2 separate regions of the Sus scrofa genome follow, and region 2 is linked to region 1. The links are chromatin contacts, called in public Hi-C maps. All regions are on one chromosome and are shown on one strand. Each heading gives the region's core, a stretch centred on a gene start, on an enhancer-like site or on the middle of the called end of the contact. The rest is flanking DNA. Distances are from core to core; before and after follow the strand shown. Region 1 has its middle 610 kb from the start of IRS1. Region 2 overlaps RHBDD1 (rhomboid-related protein 4).

Evidence for each region. Hi-C and Micro-C count contacts between places; a contact is called where the count stands out from the background.
Region 2: a Hi-C map of fetal skeletal muscle shows a contact between it and region 1, with 2.2 times the contacts expected there. The contact joins two enhancer-like sites. A contact is called at or near these places in 2 of 47 Hi-C or Micro-C datasets (embryonic fibroblasts and fetal skeletal muscle) and 1 of 2 datasets of contacts at active chromatin or transcription factors (skeletal muscle).

Annotation. Positions count from the first base shown.
Region 1 is chr15:127,699,875-127,702,877 of Sscrofa11.1, reverse strand. No RefSeq gene overlaps it. Among named protein-coding and RNA genes, the nearest start is that of IRS1, 610 kb to the left of the region's middle. Within about 2 kb of position 1,612, at least 8 of the 83 cell types and tissues checked have an H3K27ac peak or open chromatin away from gene starts, as enhancers often do. A contact at or near this core is called in fetal skeletal muscle, where this site is marked.
Region 2 is chr15:128,454,122-128,457,124 of Sscrofa11.1, reverse strand. All of the region lies in intron 6 of RHBDD1 (rhomboid-related protein 4), which reads right to left. Among named protein-coding and RNA genes, the nearest start is that of RHBDD1, 110 kb to the right of the region's middle. Within about 2 kb of position 1,469, at least 17 of the 83 cell types and tissues checked have an H3K27ac peak or open chromatin away from gene starts, as enhancers often do. A contact at or near this core is called in fetal skeletal muscle, where this site is marked.

The sequences.
Region 1 (3,003 bases), core at 363-2,862:
AGATAAATGCTAGCTGCCAGAAAAGCCACAAAGGAAGGTGATGTTCTTTATTATGGCATCTGAGAAGAAAAGCTCTCAGGTTGAAACCTAATAATCTCCAATTTCTGATTCCAAGTCTACTGAGATGTTCAAACTTGAGTGTGGTCCTTGGTAAAGTACTGATTTCTGAAAGGTAGCTCTGTCTTGCGGAGGATCTGAAATGAGATCTAGCAGAAATTTCATTCCAGTTGAATGAAAAACACAAAAGGAAGGGTTCTATGGAGCTCGAAGTCTGCCAGTGAAAGATTTACTCCATGTGTGAAAGACTGGAGTGTCTTTCCCATAGCTGATTTATGAATTGCTTTATTAAGAAAGTCTTACGTGGTTAATATTTAAGTACCTGCTTGAATATAGTTATAAATTCCTAAGTAGAGAACCCATAAATTGAATATGAATGTGCACTCCAAATTACCTGTCAAAAAATAAATTTGTGTTTATCTATCTACCTAATTATTTCCTAAGAAACAGTATTATACCTAATTTGAATAGAATGCTGTTTCTATTTCAAAATTTAGATATTTCTAAAGATGATTAAGTATTAATTTACAGGGGAATTATTATACTTCGTTTTGGAATAAACCTGTCTAAATCTATGTCATGAAATGTACCCCTTTCAGACAGGATTACTTTAGTGATACCCTCTCATTTTATGAGATTTCATGTGTCATCACATAACTGGATATGTTACTCTCCGTACATAGCCTAATTTCCCACAGTCATAACTCTTAAACATTTTTCAGATTTTTTTTTCAGTAGGACAAATTTGGTAAGGTTATCAAATTATTTGACTGATAGACAAAATTTTATCTGAACTGTATCTCTTTTCAAAAAAAAAAATCAGTGATGAAAGATGTCTATTATATAACTCCTCTTGGATGGATCCCTCCCCTGTTAACCAACTCAGATTTTCAGGAAGCTTGAATTCCTCCAATTCCATTTTAATGCCTTTTTTTTTTTTTTCCTCATTCTGTTTCAGTGGCAATGAAGAACAGCTGGCCACCATCCTCTGTGATAATAACCCTCCATATAGTCGGAACTAGAGTGGTTTTGGACATGGTACTTACAAGGCATCTCCTTGCAAATGATGTAACCTATTTGGTATTTCACCCTGCAAATAGCTAAAGATTCCTTATAGCCAAGTCGTCCAATGACTCTCAAATTTTAGCTCTGTGTAGTATAATGCAAGCATTTTCTGCCTCATCTATTCAGGAATGGCTTTTGAGAAGTTTTCACAAGAAAATTTATTGTGTTTCATTTATGACATACAATGTAAGGAGAATGGAATGCTTTTCTGTTAGGATTTGCATTGATAATGAAAGGTTACCATAGTGCTGGTCTGCTTTTACCAAATTTGCCAAATTCTGAAGGGGATGCCAATTAGAAGGCTATAATGCTTTTCACTGCAACAGACTGAGACCACTACCTGGTGGTGGGGACCCATCACTGTTGGCTGGACCCAACTTCTAATTGGGAAGAAGGCAAATGCTAGATTGTACAGTGTTTATGAAGTGATACCAACCATTTCAAGTCATAGCCACACCCCAAGAAGGCTGAGGAAGTGATTCAGTCTTTCTTAAGTCATCTTTTCTATTAGTAGCAGGGGAGCCAAAAGTCTGAAAACACTCACATTTTGCTCTCTTTAGGAAAAAACAACATTGATTTTAGAGGCTTTTGTTATGGAGGCCAGGGGGATTTTTCCCACTGCAGCTCAAAAGAAGCTGGGTTTGGATTGGAAAGCCAGACATTTCTTGGCTTGAGTTTCTCACTTGAATGGGATTTGAGTGTGCCCCCTCCTCACCTCTCCAACCCCTCAGCCGCTAGAAGCCCCACCTCCTCCCTTGGACCATATGGGGAAGCTGGCTCAGTGGCTGTTATTCTACCGCCTCCAAGTTCACGCAGCTGTTCATCCCTGCTTGATGTACCGGTAATTACAGCAATGTGCTCTTCTTTTTCCAATCGTGTAACTTTTTCTAATAGAAATTGATTTGTTTTTTAGCAATTTCCATGCCTTTTGTTTCTTAATAAGAAAGGGTGTCTTGTGGCATTGAGGGATTCCATTTTCTGTTAAAAAACAAACAAACAAAACACCCCACAAAATTTCTATATCAGTTCCCAGCTCCATAGGAGGGTTCACTGGACAAGCCAAAATTGAGGAAGGGACTTAAGTGGGTGTAACTAACTTGATATGAATAGGTCAGTTGGGAAACAAAGCAAGTTCATAGCCCTCTGCACATGGAGGTGGTGAAAGAGCATTTTTTAAAAATGTGAAACTGGGAAAAATGAAAAAATACAAATTGACCTCTGCTTTCATGATCCAAATTCAATACACTCTCAAAGGATTTTTAAAACAAATATTTGAAGAGTTCTTCACTTATATCTTGGTTCTATTTTTTGGAGCATGCAAATTTTTTTGCTTTGATATTTGGGATTGGGTGGGGGACTCCAGCAATAGGAAGGAATGCATCCTTCCCTTTAGCTACGCCAAGCTCAGAGGCATAGATCAAACATCTGTTTGCTCACACTGTCATTTCATCTGTGGATAAAATAGATCAGCCCAGGAATCTCCACCCTTGTATCTCCCTACATGGCACTGGGAATCACCCCCGCCAACACACACACACTAATCATTAAAATTAAAAATAAAATGTTTAAAGCAATACTTTTTTCAACCCCTTAGAATATTTCATTTGGGGGCACTTATTTTTAAAAATTTGTTAAGCAGCAGTTGTAGCAGAAAATGCCAAGATAAATCCCTGTGTGTGGATAGAAATCTGAGTTCTCCACAACACACAGAGCTGATTAGATCAGTAGTGTTGATCTAATCTACTGATGAGATAACTGGTGATCTACAGATTCATTTTACTGAATAGTAGGAATGAATGTTTCCTTTATATGAAACTTTCAAAATTTTCATATAAAGTAGTAGCAAAATGAATATTTCCTTTATGCAAAAATTCAAAATTT
Region 2 (3,003 bases), core at 220-2,719, 750 kb before region 1:
TTGGTCCCTGTGAAACATCAGGGTCCACTGGCCTAAGCGGGCAGAGGGCAGGTGGGCCACACCTGCCTCCTCTACCACCTACGGTCTGATCAGTCCTCTGCCCAGGGTATGCCGGCCCTTCCGGCCAGCCTGGCTGTGACTTCCAACAGCTGGGCTGAGAACTGGCCACGCGGTTGTCCTTGGCAACTTCTGCTACCTCATGTGGTTTAATTCAGGCCACCCTGCCCACTCCCCCTCACGTTTTTAAAATAAACTTTCTACTGTGTAATAATTTGAGATTTACAGAAAAGTTACAAAGAGAATACAGCCGGATACCTTACACTATCATGATCCAGTTGTCAAAACCAACCAGGTACAGACAGGTATATTACTATTCACTAAATTCCAGACTTTGCTTGAAGCTCACTGGTGTTTCCACTCACTTCCTTTTCTGTTCTAGGATCCAACAGTCCATTTAGCTGTCAGCCTTCCTTAGTCCCTTCTGGCCTGTGGTACTTTCACAGTCTTTTCTTATTTCCCATAACCTTGACAATTTTGAGACGTACCAGCCTGCAACGTGTTCCCCAATTTGGTTTGTCTGATGTTTCTCCTCCTCGTTAGACTGGAGTTAAGGTTTTGGGGAGAAGACCAGAGCGGGACGTGCCCTTCCTGTCATGTCACGCGATCACAGGACTTATCACCCGAGAAATAACCTTGAGCACTGGGTTAAGGAGTGTTTGCCAGGTTCTTCCACTTTACAAAGACTATTTTGATGTGTTCCCAGGGAATAAAGCTTTGACTCTATCACCAAGAGGTACCAGGATAAACTAACTGGAAGAGACAGGAGTGGGCACCTCAAGGAGGCTTGGTCACTTTCCCGGTTTGCAGGTGAGCGGGATATGGTGGGGTCATCCTTGACCTTGCTGGTTCAGGTCCCTGAATTCCAGGTGACTCTGAATTCCAGGTGGTTCTCTGATGTTGGTGTATCAATCACCAGGAGAGCTGTCTGAGAGTTTCCGACTCAGCAGGCTTGGCCTGGAGCCTAGGCCACTGTATTTTAATGAACTCCCCGGTGATTCTGAGCTATCCCAGCCTTTAGAATCCCTGAACTACAGCTCAGATTTGTCTTTCAACTGAAAGCATCCACTCTGGGTTTCACTCCAGTCCTTCCACTTGCCAGCAGGTGGAGCCAGAGGCCCATGGCTCTGAATCGGCTGAAGAAAAACTAGGACAAATTCCAGTCAACAAAGCATTCCGCATTGTAAGCAGAATTAGGGTTATTTTGAAACAGATGGGCTCTACAGAAGCTGCTGCACTGAATATTATGGAGTTGTTTATTGTCTAGATGGTCTGAAACCCGGGGATTATTTGCCAGCATCTAGCAGTTTCTGTGTCATATCAGATTTCTTCCAGAGCAGAGAGGCCCTGGGGGAGATACAGATGCGGTGGTAGATACGGATGCGGATAGAGAGCTTTTCACCAGCTCTGAGCTCAGAATTTTCTCTGGCTATGGTGCACGCTGCCTGGCGTAGCTGAGCGCTTCTTACTGGAATGATCTGTATCGCTCGAACTCCAAACGAGAAGAGATAAACAGATACAATCTGTGATAAGACGACAACTCATCCTGGATGCAGTAATACTAAAAATGACTTGCTTTAAACCGAATCAAAGTAGTCTGTTCCCTGCCTTACATTTTCACCTGACACCCCCCCCACCCCCGACACCCAATCCTCTTTCTTTCTGCCCCTCTCCTGGTCCTACCCCAGAAGACGTGGCGGGTGGGCGGGGGTGGGAAGCAGGATCCAGGAGGGCATCGAACGCTGGTCTGGACTGGGCCCCAGTTAGTGGTTCAAAGTGTGGAGGCGTATTAGTGAGTACTCTGTGAGGCCATAATCTGCAAAGGTCGCCAGCACCAGTGGTTCCTCCCCAGAGACTGTTTTTAATTCCTGAGCCTATGACCGCAGACACCTCGCTGCTGCTGTCCTGGGCGGCCTGGGATGGGAGAAGCCACAAAGGCATCTTTGGAGCCGGCAGCTTGGTACTTGGTGGTTCAGCAGGTTCCGCCTGGGCCGGCAGCTCCCTCCTTCCGCGGGCGAGAACAGTACCCCCTCTCTCACGCTGGGCAGGTCCTGCTCTCAGAAACATCCCTGACACCCTTGCTCTTTGGCCAGATTCTCAGATGCCCTGTGCAGACAGAGGCAGAGAGAAGCACCGCAGGTGACATCTGGATCTGTCCTGTGTTTTCTCCACTCGCTCCCACTTGAGTTTCACATCAGAAACAGCCCGACTTCCGGCTCTTGAAGCAAAGGCCCAAAGGTAATGTTTCTGTGAATTTTTATAATCATAGAGCATTTGGAATTAGCCAGTGTTTCCCTCAGAAACCTCCACCTCCTAAAATTCCTTTTAACATTAAACAAACAAAAACCCCAGTAAATATCATGCTAGAAAATCAAAGAATAAGGGGGAAAAGACAGAGGGCCAGGAGGAGAACTTTGGGAAGGGACAAAGAAACTTACATGGGGAGCTGCTGCCAATAACAAGCGTAACATAAACGGGGGGAATGGGTGACAGGAGGCTTCAGAATACCATTCGGTCTATTTGTTTCCTCTTCCAAATGCTCGAGGTCTGTCTGGGCTCTGGATTCCAAGCCATTAGAGAACTTCAGTATCTAGAAATAGGCTAAGAGGTGGTACGCACATCTGTGCTGTAAAGACCGTATAAAAATCCAAATTAGTGCTACTTTTCCAATACTGTCAGCCTGAATGGGGCCTACCTACATGTCGAGAGACACCGCTATCAACACGTAATTATAAAAACCATCCCTGACCCAGGAAACTGTCCCTGAGATGCTGAGCAGCCAAGGAGGACATCGTGATTCGAAGCTCTCACAAAAGCTGGAAGCCACCGGTAGGCTTCTCTCACAGGTGTAAACAGAGGAAGATAAACTGTTCTGAGAAAAGCCTGCAACAAGGGGGCATCACAGCTGGCTTTCCAGGTGCCCCGTGGCAGGGCCGGGGTGGAGGA